Regions from separate parts of the Mus musculus genome. Here region 1 is linked to region 2. Evidence: chromatin contacts called from public HiChIP or PLAC-seq data. All regions are on one chromosome and are shown on one strand. Each heading gives the region's core, a stretch centred on a gene start, on an enhancer-like site or on the middle of the called end of the contact. The rest is flanking DNA. Distances are from core to core; before and after follow the strand shown. Region 1 overlaps B4galnt3 (beta-1,4-N-acetyl-galactosaminyl transferase 3). Region 2 has its middle 26 kb from the start of Wnk1.

Evidence for each region. HiChIP or PLAC-seq counts read pairs in DNA pulled down with a chosen protein or histone mark.
Region 1: a contact with region 2 is called in an H3K27ac HiChIP or PLAC-seq map of thymic regulatory T cells, with 2.8 times the contacts expected there. The contact joins two enhancer-like sites. A contact is called at or near these places in 2 of 15 datasets of contacts at CTCF or cohesin (CD8 T cells and the NIH/3T3 cell line), 4 of 484 Hi-C or Micro-C datasets (CD8 T cells and embryonic stem cells), 17 of 115 datasets of contacts at active chromatin or transcription factors (the HPC-7 cell line, T-cell acute lymphoblastic leukemia, astrocytes and 10 more) and 3 of 9 other capture datasets (adipose tissue, liver and pancreatic islet).

What each region holds. Positions count from the first base shown.
Region 1 is chr6:120,202,493-120,208,913 of GRCm38.p6, reverse strand. It overlaps B4galnt3 (beta-1,4-N-acetyl-galactosaminyl transferase 3), which reads left to right. Exons shown (of 20, transcript NM_198884.2): 17 at 1-8; 18 at 1,638-1,791; 19 at 2,309-2,435; 20 at 4,996-6,421. The coding sequence ends at 5,104. Among named protein-coding and RNA genes, the nearest start is that of Gm25327, 62 kb to the right of the region's middle. Within about 2 kb of position 2,068, at least 18 of the 459 cell types and tissues checked have an H3K27ac peak or open chromatin away from gene starts, as enhancers often do. A contact at or near this core is called in CD8 T cells and thymic regulatory T cells, where this site is marked.
Region 2 is chr6:120,061,906-120,068,244 of GRCm38.p6, reverse strand. No RefSeq gene overlaps it. Among named protein-coding and RNA genes, the nearest start is that of Wnk1, 26 kb to the right of the region's middle. Within about 2 kb of position 2,299, at least 49 of the 459 cell types and tissues checked have an H3K27ac peak or open chromatin away from gene starts, as enhancers often do. A contact at or near this core is called in CD8 T cells and thymic regulatory T cells, where this site is marked.

The DNA.
Region 1 (6,421 bases), core at 819-3,318, 140 kb before region 2:
TGGTGAAGGTAACGGGGCCTCAGGGGGGCTTGGGTGATCAGGAGACTAGTTAGGAGACAGACAGTTGGAAGGTGCAGTCCGCTGCTTGGCAGGGCAGGGGTTGGGACATAGGGCTATGCTTGTCACATTCCATTACTGTCGTAAGATAACCTGAGTGCCCTTGTTTGCTTGCTGTTGCTGTGATAAACATCATGACCAGAAGCAACTTGGGGAGGAGAGGGGTGACTGGTTCACATATCTGGAGCACGGTGGACCATTGAGGGATGGTGGGCAGGACCCGTGGAAGGAAGGTGCTTATATTATAGGCTTGCTCTTCCTAGCTTGCTCGGCTTTAACTTTATAAAAAAGATTCACTTATTTATATAGTTTATGGATATGAGCACTCTATTTGCATGTATGCCTGCATGCCAGAACAGAGAGCCAGACAGAAGAGAACCTCAGATCCCATTACAGATGGTTGTGAGCCATCTGTATCATGTCGTTGTGAAGAGTTGAACTCAGGACCTCTGGAAACGCAGCCAGTGCTCTTAACTGCTGAGCCATCTCTCCAGCCCTCATTTTAATTTTTTAAATTAAAAACCATTTCAGATGGTTTTGAGCTGCCATGTAGGTGCTGGGAATCCAGCCCAGGTCCTCTGGACACTGAGAGCCATCTCTCTAGTCCTACATCTTGCTCTCTCATACAACTCACGCTGCCCAGGGGTGACAACACCCACAGTGGTCTGCACCCTCCCACGACAGTCATGAATGATGAAAATGCCACGCAGACTTGCCCACAGTTCAGTCTGATGGAGACGCTTTCTTCATCGAGTTTCCTCTGTCCTAGGTGACCCTCGCTTGTGTCGAGTTGGGGTAAAATAAACAAAACAATCCGCACACTGGGTTAAATGAAGATGAAGTTTGTTACTGTTCGTCATGCCTGGAACAATACTCAAGGCCTTGTGCAGGCTAGGCAAGCTCCCTTCCACTGAGCTACACTTTCAGCTCTGAGGAAAGGTTCATCTGGTTCATGGTCACCTTGCCCTGTTGCTTTTGGGCCTGTGGGGCCATGAATTATGGCAGAGGACAATGCTCACCTCATGGCACCAGGAAGTGAAAGAGAAGGAGGCTGGGAACCTCAATATCCTAGTGATCTAAATTCTTCCTGTAAGTCTCACCTCCGACAGGTTCCCATAGCACCACAGGTTGGAAAGCAAGCCTTTATCACACAGCCCTTGGCAGACACCAAGACCATAGCAAGGAGCAACCTTGACACTACATTGCAGACCCAGCTCTACAGGGAACTAAGTAAATGGCAAGGAAGTGTTCTCCCCATTGTTAGAGCCCTCAGACTCCATAAAACATGGGACAAAAGTTAGGCGTTGGTACATACCTGTAATCCCAGCTCTCTGGAGGATAGGCAGGAGGTCCTGAGTTAAGGCCAGCCTGGACTACACAGATGCCAGGTGAGTCTTTGCAAGATAGCATGACTCTGTCTCAGCAGAAAGAGAAAGTAGGAGAGGAGTCTGAATTCACTAAGTCCTGCTACAAGAGATTGTAGAAATTTGCCCTGTGTTTGGCTTTGTGTGAGCTGTCAGTCGCTCCAGTCTCCCAGCTCTGGTCCAAGGGTCTGCTAACTTTGCCTTCTCTATCCCCAGGATCCACACAGCATCATCTTCCTCTGTGACCTGCACATCCACTTTCCAGCAGGAATCATTGATACCATCCGGAAGCACTGTGTGGAGGGCAAGATGGCCTTTGCCCCCATGGTGATGCGGCTGCACTGTGGGGCCACCCCACAGTGGCCTGAGGGTAAGCCTTGCCCTGGATAGGGAGGAGGTGATAGTTGACCTTGGCGTCCAACACGAAGGCTGGAAAAGTTCACATCTAAGCATCAGCGTCTTTCCCATCCTGCCATCCTGTCTTGTCTGAGCTTTGGACAGACCTCAGGCTCTACTGACAACCACAGTAGCAGGCAGAGCGGTGGCACTGTCCTCCCCCAGCATGCAGTCATCTGACATTCATACAGTATCTGCTGCGTGCTGGATGCTGTGCGCAGGAAGACAGGAAGGTGGAGAGACAAAGTAGATGAGAAGGGCTGCTGGGGTCACATCCTAATTGCCAGCCTACAGTCGGGTTGTGACATCAGCCATGGTCACAGCTATGTTTGATCTTAAGTCTTCCTGGGGGGTGGGGAGGGGCTTCCCCCAGACAGGTCAGGGACTTCCCTAGCTCTCAGCTCTCTGCCTCTGTCACCCCAGTCTCTACCATCAGAGCCTGTGGGATCCCAGTGTCCAACTCATCTCATCGGTGTCTTGTCTGCCCACAGGCTACTGGGAAGTAAATGGATTTGGACTGCTCGGGATCTACAAGTCTGACCTGGACAAGATCGGAGGCATGAACACCAAGGAGTTCAGAGACCGCTGGGGAGGGGAGGACTGGGAGCTGCTGGACAGGTGACCCTGGAGGAGGGCCTTTAGGGATCTGCTAGAGCTCCAGTGCCAGGGGCCCTCAGGGCAGCGAGGCCAGGGCCACAGAACTTTGCTGCCGATTCCCAGGGCACAAGAAAGTATATGGAAGTACACTCTTCAGGAGGTTAGCTTCACCGACACGCAGGTTGTCTATCCAGCAGAGGGGGTTGGTATCTCTACTGTGCGTCACAGTGTGAGTGGTTGGTTGTGTTGTCAGGGGTAAAACAAGAGCCTGGAGCCAGATAATGAAAATGATGTTCTTAGGACCAGGGGAGCCCCCAGGCTAAGATGAGCATTCTCCCAGAACAAGCTAAGATGAGAATTCTCCCAGCCAGAGATTGTGTTCCTTCTAGCCATAGCTGCTGGAGGCGAGGCCGAAAGCTGTAGAGGATGCTGGGAAATTGGCTAAAGGTCAGGAGTGAGTTGGGGCCAGCAAAATAAGCAAGTATGGATCCTTAAATGACAATTGGATATCCAGGGGGGTCTGGGTTCCTTGAGGTGAGGAAGGAGCGGGTTTTGAAAAGAAGTAATAGTCTCAGAGAAGAAGGAGAGGGCTGGGTTATAGAGCACCTGCTTAGCATGAGTGTGGCCTTACACTCAGTTCTAGGTATTAAACCCAGTACTAAAGAAAAGAATGTATATATACAATATATGCACAGGGGTAGGGTGTGTGTGTGTGTTATTTGCTACTCTTGCCATCATTGTGACAAAGTACCCAACTGAAGCAACTTAGGAGAAGATGATTTGGCTAGCGGGGTCATTGTTAGGGAAGGTGTCGCAGCATTCCTGCGGACAGGAGCTCCTGACATCAGAGGGAGAGACAGTCTGGAACTAAGACAGACTGAAGCTCATATCCCAGCACATGTTGTGCCTTTGCATCCACTCATACATTAGCATCCTTAGCCTAGTGTGGTTGCATATGCTGCTAACCCCACCCAACTGGGGAGCTGGAGGCAGGAAGACTGTCATAAGTTCAAGGCCAGCCTGGGCTACACAGCAAGACCCCCACTCCCCACCTCAATCCCACATCCCCCCTCCCCCAGAAAAGAAAGGAAAGAGAGAAATGGGAGGACTCAGGGGAGCAGTGGATTTGTTCAGCAGGTGGGTCAGGAAAGTGTTCCTGCAGGGCTGTTCGGGGATGCCAGGCTGTGGGAAGGGGAGGAGAAGGTGGCACTGGAGTTTCTCCCACATTTGCATGTGACTCCTTTTTCAAGAAGTTTGTTCCCAAGAGGAAAGAGAGAGGTCTCAACCTTAAGATATGCCCTAGAGGGGAAAGCGAGCCTCTAACTGCCAGAAGGGTGTCCACAGAAGGAAAAAGGAACGAGACCAGAGGCACCAGGGGCAATGCTACTTCCTGAGGCAGGTAGCAAGGTATAATAACTTCTGGGTTATTATAATAGGCAGGTCTCATTGCCCAAGGCCTCGCTTCTCCTCCTTACCAAACTCCTGTGTTCCGTGCCGTTGTCTCCATTTCTCAGAGGGGAAACCGGTTTGCAAGGTGGTTGATTTTTTTTTTTTTTTGATTATTTGCCCCCTTCTCTCTCCCCCTGTAAAGCATCAAAGGCCTAAAAACCAGACCTGCTTTGATTTCCCTCTGGAGGGAAGAAAAGGGAACATTGAAATACCGAGAGTTAAAGGTGGGGTAGGGAGAGTTTCAGAGAGCTCGTGTCAAATAACAGTCACAGGGAGCCACATCCCAGAAGACCCCGAAGCAGATGGGAGCGCAGTGTAGCAGTTACTGTCCCATATGCCCTTTGTGCTGGGGCTTTGTGCTTTGATGCAGACTTCCAAAATAGTTCTTAACCCTCCTGCTGTCTTTGCCACCTGAGGAAAGGGCTGCTTCCCTCTAGCTGCAGTCCAGTTTGAAGTAAAGGCCTCTTTGGAAAGAGACCCTGCCACTGCCAACTGCTCAGATGAAAGTGTTGCCTAGCCTGGGTGAGACCTTGGCTTTGACCCCCAGCACTGGGTGGCACCCACACCTGTAATCCCGGTTTCCAGGAGGGCGAGGCAGAAGAAAATCTTGAGTTTGAGGCCAGCCTGAGTTACGTCACAGGATGATTTCCCATACACGACAAACAAGAGCAGGAAAAAAGTCGGAAAAAAGCGGATTCTCCAGTTCCTGTCTCTGCTGATACTGTAAATGCAATTGGTGTGTGCTGGAAACTGTTCTGCATGCTACAAATGCAAATGCATCTCGTGTGTGAGTGTGTGTGTGTGTGTGTGTGTGTGTGTGTGTGTGTGTGTGTAATTAGAGAGGATGAGTGAGTATATATAAATACACAGATTTATAAAATTATTGTCTTCTCTTAGAGAGAGCATCTTTGATAGGCAACTCTCTGACTCACACAGCTGGGACTGCAACCCAAGCAGGCTGGCTCCACTATACCTGGCTTGCTGGAGGGAAGCAACCAGAGAAAGGAAGGCAGGGTCTGACAAACATGTGGAAGGGTGGGTCCCTCAGGGGCCCAGTTGCTCTTGGGTGCCTGTTGCCTGGGTACCGTTGTGTGCCTCCTTTTGCTGGCTCACACTGCCCTCTCCCCTCCAGGATTCTCCAAGCAGGCCTGGAAGTGGAGCGGCTCTCCCTCAGGAACTTCTTCCATCACTTCCATTCCAAGCGAGGCATGTGGAACCGTCGCCAAATGAAGATGCCGTGACGCCGGGTGGGCCAGCCGCTTAGAGCTCCTTGACTTGCGGTTGACCTCAGTGCCCTGCTTGCTGCTGAGGAGGGACTCTGAGGACCTGAAGCCTCAGCACTAATTGCCCTCTCCACCGGGAACTGTCCCTTCATGCAGGGATAGGCGAGCGCCAAGGCTCCTCTGCTGCTCACCAAGTTGACAGATGGACAGATGCTGGGCAGTGAGGTCAGGAAGACAACACCTGCTTGCTTAGAATACCATCTTGTCCACTAAGGTGCATTCCCACAGCCCAGTGCTCCTCACAGGGAGTGGTGACTGTGAACCAGAAACTTCAATGGGACAGATTTTATTTGGGGTGGGAGGGGGAATGTGGGTAATTTTTTAACAGAGAATGAAGACTTCTGTCTAGACCCAGCACCGTCTGGGGTCAAGCTGTACGTTGCAGACCTCAGACCCACCCTGAGGTGCTGGTCCCATGCAGAGTACTTCCAGCTCCAGGCCCAGCCCGTGCCTTCTAAACCCACACATCTCTCCTGGTGGCTACTGAACAGCTGGCCTTAACCCAATCGGGCCAGTAACCCAAGTCGGACAGACAGAGAGTTCTCTAGACTGGAAGCCCAACACTGGTGGCATCTTCCTACTGCAGTGGGGTGTCGGGTGGGAATGGGTGGGCAGAGGGCCCATTCTCCCAAGTGTCTGACATACGGGCTGGTGTAAAACCAGCAAGATCAAGCAAGAAGAAGAAATGCCCCTTCTCCTTTGACTCTCCTGCCAGGTAAGACCCGGAGAGAATAGGAAGGCATCACCAAAGGTGACATGAATAGCCTTTCAGTTACTTAAGAGAGACTTGGGGACGGACTCAAGCAACATAGAAAGGCAGGAAGGGAAGGAAATGTGTATACTGCAAGCCTAGTGCCCTTGTGGCCTTGCCCTCCTGCAGAGAGAGCCCAGCCTCCCAGCCCTAAAGAAATAAGGAGGTGAAACCGGGCCCTCAGATAAAGGGCAGGGCAAGGTATGGGACAGACAAGAACAGGGGCAGGAAAAGCTGGAAAATGGCTAAGTTCTGAGAAGAAGCAGCCTGCAACCCCTTCTGTCCACCTGATGGCGCGTACTTAGCTGTACTAATAATCCCGGTCCTCTCTGGCTGGAGACGCTCTGCTGCAGCTGCTTCACCAGTGGTGCATTGAATGCTGGGCATTAATTAAGCTCAGTCTGTGAAGGGGGATGGTGAGGGTCAGGGCACCATCTTTCTGCTGTGAGAAATGGCTGGTGGGTATGCAGCAGGGCCACTTTGCAGAGCGTGACCACTATGCTGTGAATCAAGAGGGCCGCATC
Region 2 (6,339 bases), core at 1,050-3,549:
CAGGAGTAAGTAAAAAAGAAAATGAAGGTGGCTTAGGAGGAGAAGAGATCCAGGGAAAACTGGTGAGACATCTTGAAAGCTGTGTTGAGGAATTTCCCTCCTCAGAACAGGTTTTTACCATTAAAATTCCTTTGGTTCTTACCACGAAAAATCCAAGGTTGTGGTCCTTTCTTCCTCTCTGTGAATGTTGCTCATCCCCTGGATGTGACCACTGCAGGGTGACTCCAGCAAAGTTCAACTACAGGAAAACTCTGTTCTTCATGTAGCCGAAGAAGACAAACTATAACCTCACAGAGAAACTGGACTGATGGGTTTTCCAAACCTGTAATGCAATGCCTGAGGCTGGGACACTTTGTGAAGAAAATATTTATGTAGATTAGGGTTTTGGAGGTTCAAGGGCATGAAACTACCACGATGGACAACCAAAGACCCCTTCTCAAGATCAGAGGCCAGAGAAAGACTGGGGTTCCATAATGGCACCACCTCAAACAACTTCAGGTCTGGCTTCTTAAAGGTCCCCCCCCACACACACACACCTCAGGTGAGAACTGAATCTCAGACACATGAACTTTGAGGGGCTACATTCAAACCATATATAAACTATAGAAGGAATTAACACAGTCAATTTTTATGTGAAAAGGCCTCCCAATGTGGCTATGGCATATTCCAGCTCTGAACACAAGTCACTAGGTTGTATTTTGATTTTAATGACTGTGTGGCTCATGATCAAAGGCCAGCAAATGAATACTTGCCTTTTCCCTTACCTGTACCCGAGGGCCTTTGGGGTGGCTAGTTGGCAATAGCCTGTACACACCCACTTTTCAGACAAAGGGATTCTACATTTCTTAGGCTAAAAGACAAACGGAAGATGGTATGGCGTGGATGCAGAAACAGAAGGACTCAGGCTTGTGTGGAGAGTTCAGGGGACTTGCTTTTCTGCTCTATCTCTTGGTGAAGGAACTTAGTGAATAATCTCTTTGAGGGGCTTTAGTGTGTGTTTCTGTCCCTAGAGCAATACTGGAACCACATTATTAGCCCTTTCTTATATGGAGAAAGGCACTATAATGAAAATTGTAATAGTTGGCTATATGTGGTGGCTTCTGCCTGTAATTCGAGCATTTGAGAATCTGGGGCAGAAGGATCAGGAGTTCAAGACTGTTGTGGGCTACATTGTAAATTCAAGATCAGGTTGGGCTATATGAGATCTTGTCCAAAAAGGGGTTGTGGGTAGTGGGAGTGGAGAGATGGCTCTGTGATTAAGAGCACTTACTGTTCTTGCAGAGGACCTGGGTTCAGTTCCTGGCCCTCTGATCTGGCATCTCAAAACTACCTGTAATTCCAGCTCTAGGGGACCAGAGCCTTATTCTGGATTCTGTGGGCACCTGCACTTACATTCCTGTATATATGCACACACGCACGCATGCACTCACGCACACACACTTAAAAATAAAATAAAGCTGGGCGGTGGTGGTGCACGCCTTTAATTCCAGCACTTGGGAGGCAGAGGCAGGAGGATTTCTGAGTTCGAGGCCAGCCTGGTCTACAGAGTGAGTTCCAGGACAGCCAGGGCTATACAGAGAAACCCTGTCTCGAAAAACAAAAAACCAAAACCAAAACAAAAAACAAACAAACAAATAAAATAAAAATAATAAAAATAATGGGCCAGGTATGATAGCAAAGACCTCTAATCCCGGCATTGACAAAGGAGAGGTAGGCAGATTTCTGAGTTCAAGTATAGCCTGTTTTACAGAGAAAATTCCAGACCCAGCAGGACAACATAGTGAAGTCATGTCTTAAATGAACAAACAAATAAATACATTTAAAATTAAGGTAAAATTGTGTCAATGTCAGACAGCCTGGCCAGCTGAGAAGGGAATCTCAATCACGGTGTCACATAGATCAGATTGGCCTGGAAGCACATCTGTGTGGAATTGTCTTGATGGTTAACTGAGTAGTAGAGCCCAACCTAAGGTGGGCGACATAGTTCTCTAAGCAGTTGGTACTGGGCTGTATAAGGTTAGTCAAGCATGAACTTGTGAGTGAGCCTGCAAGCCAGGTCCCTCACCCTCACAGTTTCTCCTTCAAGTCCTGACTTCCTAGGATCCTGGATCTTTGTGATGGCTCAAATTGTATCTTAAGTTTAAATTAATGTGCTTAAGGGATTTATAAAACAAAAATGCCTCTAACCTGTAAACTGCACGTGCCCAAGGACAGATAGCTCCCTGGACTGCTGGGGGCTGTTGTTCATTTAAGATAAACAAGTTTCATTGCCCGACTGCATAGACCTGCTTTATCACACGTAGGTGGGAGGTGTGTAGGCAGGAAGTATGTCTGCCCTCAAAAGAACGAAGGCAGGAAGAGAGTAGTAGCCTTATAGGTTTTGCTTTTATAAACTTCTGAATAATGTATTTTGGGGCCATTCTCTGGGAATCCTGGGCATGGACCTGACCAGTGTCCACGCCATGGCCAGGACTTAATAAAGCTTATTTCAAATTTGGCAAAAAAAAAAAAAAAAAAAAAGTAGTACTGGTTAATCCTTACCTGGTGGGATTAGTGCAGCCTCTCTGACCTTTAGGTTTCAAACTTGGGACAAATGGCAGAGGCGCCTATTTAACATATCAAAGCAGATGCTGGCTTCCAGGTTGTCCCTCAGCCCCTAAGAAGGCCTTCCTGGCTGGCATACCCTGCCCCCTACTCTGAACCCTCCAGCCCAGGCTGCTGGCTTCTTCTCCCCTATATAACCCGGCCATTGTGGTTGCCCATCGTTTTTTGTGCCTTTGGCCTTCTGGCTGTGCTCCCGGATCTTTCTCCCCCTTCTCCCTCTCCCTTCCCCTCATCTCCCGCCATGGCCCAGCTCAGTCCGGTCACGTTTACTCAGGACTTTCCCAGGTGTCTCTGCCTCTGCTCTCCCTTTTATCTACAATAAACTTTCTCTTCTACCATACCTAGGAGCAGTCATGTTCTTTTCTCTCTCTTTCTTTCTTTCTTTCTTTCTTTCTTTCTTTCTTTCTTTCTTTCTTTCTTTCTTTCCTTCCTTCCTTCTTTCTTTCTCTCTCTCTCTCTCTCTCTCTTTCTCTCTTTCCTTCTTTCCTTTCTTTTTTTTGTTCCTATTCACTAAACTACAAGATTACTCAGCCTACAGTTGGGGTGAATCTCAAAACACCACATGGAGCCGTTTGTATCTGTTCTGTAATGTTTTCAATAAATCTGGGAGCAACAAAGCAAGCAAGAAAGAAAGAGGGCTTGTGCATGCTAGGCACTTTCTTGGTCATGGCTTTATGAAGCTCCACATGTTTACACAGGAGGAATCTGGCCCTCGGCAGGGTTTAAGTAACTTCAAAGTTTCCTCCTTATAGAAGGTGGAAGTGAGATTCTCCCGACTGTTCAACCCCAGCTCTTTCCATAACAAAGGACTGTCAGCCATGCCTTCTGCAAGTCATTAGCCATACAGCCACCATAGGATTGGGATAGCTTGGGGTTTAAAGCAAGGTTCTCAACTTTGGCCTGAAGCAGTCTCAGTTTTGTAAAATCCAGAAGGTACTGCCCTTCCTTCCACACCCAGTTTTTTATCTTACAGTGGGAGCCACAGGGTTTGTGCTCTCTTTCCTTTTCTCTCTGACTGAGGTCAGGGCTTCACTACACAGCCAAGGTGTACCTCCACGCTCTACCAGGTGTACCTCCACGCTCTACCAGGTGTACCTCCACGCTCTACCAGGAGAGCTGATTTTTTTTTTTCCGTTTGTTTGAGACAGGGTTTCTCTTTGTAGCTCTGGCTGTCCTGGAACTCACTCTGTAGACCAGGCTGGACTTGAATTCAGAGATCTGCCTGCCTCTGCCTCTTGAGTGCATGGACCACCACTACCCTGCTGGGAGTTGACTTTTTTTTTTTTTTTTTTAAATAATTCTAAACTTTTTTTTCAGTGAATTTGTATCAATGTTTAGTTTTATAATTTTAAAATAGTTATATAACTTTTATTAGATATTTTCTTTATTTACATTTCAAATGCTATCCCTGTTCCTTGTTTCCCCTCTGAAAGCCCCCTATCCCTTCCCCCCTCCCCCTGCTCACCAACACACCCACTCCTCTTCCTGGCCCTGGCAGTCCCCATACTGGGGCATCTAGCCTTCACAGGACCAAGGGCCTCTCCTCCCGTTGTTGACCGACTAGGCCATCCTCTGCTACATATGCAGCTAGAGCCATGAGTCCCACCATGTGTTTTCTTTGTTTGGTGTTTTAGTCCCAGGGAGCTCTGGAGATACTGGTTGGTTCATATTGTTGTTCCTCCTAAGGGGCTACAAACCCCTTCAACACCTTGGGTTCTTTCTCTAACTCCTTCACTGGAGACCTTGTGCTTTGCGTCCAATGGATCCACTTCTGTATTTGTCAGGCACTGGGGAGTTGATATTTTTGACAAAGAGATTTTGATGTTGTTGGTACCAGACTTTGAGATCAGCTGGCTTACAGTTACTATAGCTCCACCAGTGGACAAGCATTTTCCAAAATCACTTTCTAGTGATGATGGCTTGGAGAAGGTGATGGTGATGCTTTTGTGTATGAAGACTAACCATTCCAAAGTGCCTTTAGAATAGATTCAATTGCTCTGCATGTTAGCATTCTGTCTAAAGGTCACCCCACAGTTACCTGGCAACAGCCCGGTAATGCTCCTTACCATACCCCCATAGAACATATCTTATACCCCTTTATCTTTTTATAAACACATCACTGAGGGCTTATAAAACCATGGCTTGTTTTGTTTTAAGTTTGTTTGTTTTTTAATTGTTTATTTGGGTAGATGGGTGGGTATCGAACTTGAGGACAATTTGTGGGGACTGGTTCTCCTTTCTACCATGTGGATTCTGGGGCTAGAACTCAGGCTTGGCAGCCAATGCCTTACATCACAGAGCCACCCCAGCAGCCTGAAGCATTTTTTCTAGACATCTGGTTCCACAGCAAAGATTTTTGCCTTCACAGTATTTAACATGGTTGTAATTAATCTTCATCCTCCCTGGTTCAGTATTTACAGGTCTGATTACTCCCTAAAATCTAGCTGTGACTGCCAAGTCGATCCTCATGATGCTTTTGCGGCCAGTCAGCGACAGTCACAGAGAGATGAGAAAATTGAGTCATCAGAGCACAGCCGTGCACACAGGGACCAGACAAAGTGAGGCTGTTCTGCTCCGTACTGGAGACAAGTACCCCTTTATTTCTACTATACTTTGTCCTTTCTTTCTTCTGTGCTTTTGGTTGATAATTATGGGGGTTTTGGTTTGGTTTGGTTTTTGGTGGATTGAACCAGGACCTCATAAGCCCAGTCTTATTATGATCTTTAAACCAATGCCCAGGGGTGAGAGTGTGGCTCAGTGGTAGCCTATGGGTGTGTTACTGTCCTAAAAGATTACTGTGGCCCTCCCTTTGACTATCAAATTACTGAGACAATGGGTCCCAAGAAATTAGACTTTCTCCAGGACTCTCATGCTGAGAGAAAAGAAAGTCCAGAGTCTTAGTGCCAGCCAGCAGGAGGATTGTCTCCCAAATCATACACTTGTGACAACCTGTCCTCGGAGACCTACCTTCAAGGGAGACTAGAGTTGGGTTGGAGAAATGGCTTAGTGGTTAAGAGCACTGACTGTTCTTCCAGAGGTCCTGAGTTCAATTCCCAGCAACCACATGGTAGCTCACAACCATCTGTAATGAGATCTGATGCCCTCTTCTGGTGTGTCTGAAGACAGTGACAGTGTATTTATATATAATAAATCTTTTAAAAAGAGAGACTGGAGTTGAGAGAGCTATGGTGGGTCGTGATGGGTGGGACCACATTTGGATCAGAAGTGCTTAGTTACCTCCTGCCTATTATGTTCTCAAAGATGGACTTGGGAGCACTGGCCACTGGACCTGTCTGTTTGTTCCTCTTATAGGATGTGGCCATTTTGAAAAGTATCCTTTTCACCATTACTCTTTACCTGGCTTATTTCATACTGATACTTATAACATACAGTATTTCATACTGCTTGTTAGGGTGACCAGGGCCCAGGCTCTGACCCCAAAACTTGTAACAGAAGGCCTTTACTTCATCCCTAGTAATTAAAAAAAAGTCTTTGAAGTAGTGTCTAACATTTTTATTTTATTTTTGAGTAGTTTATTTATTATATTCATGTGTGTGTGTGTGTGTACATACATAGATATGCCCTTGGAGGTCAGAAGAGGGCATAGTGCTAAGAACTGAACCTCTGCAAGAGCAGCTAGCACTCTCAACCACTGAGCCATGGATAGCATGTTTACAAGCAACAAGAATGTCATACGCCTAACAGAAAGAACAGAGATTGTTTCAAATCTTCATT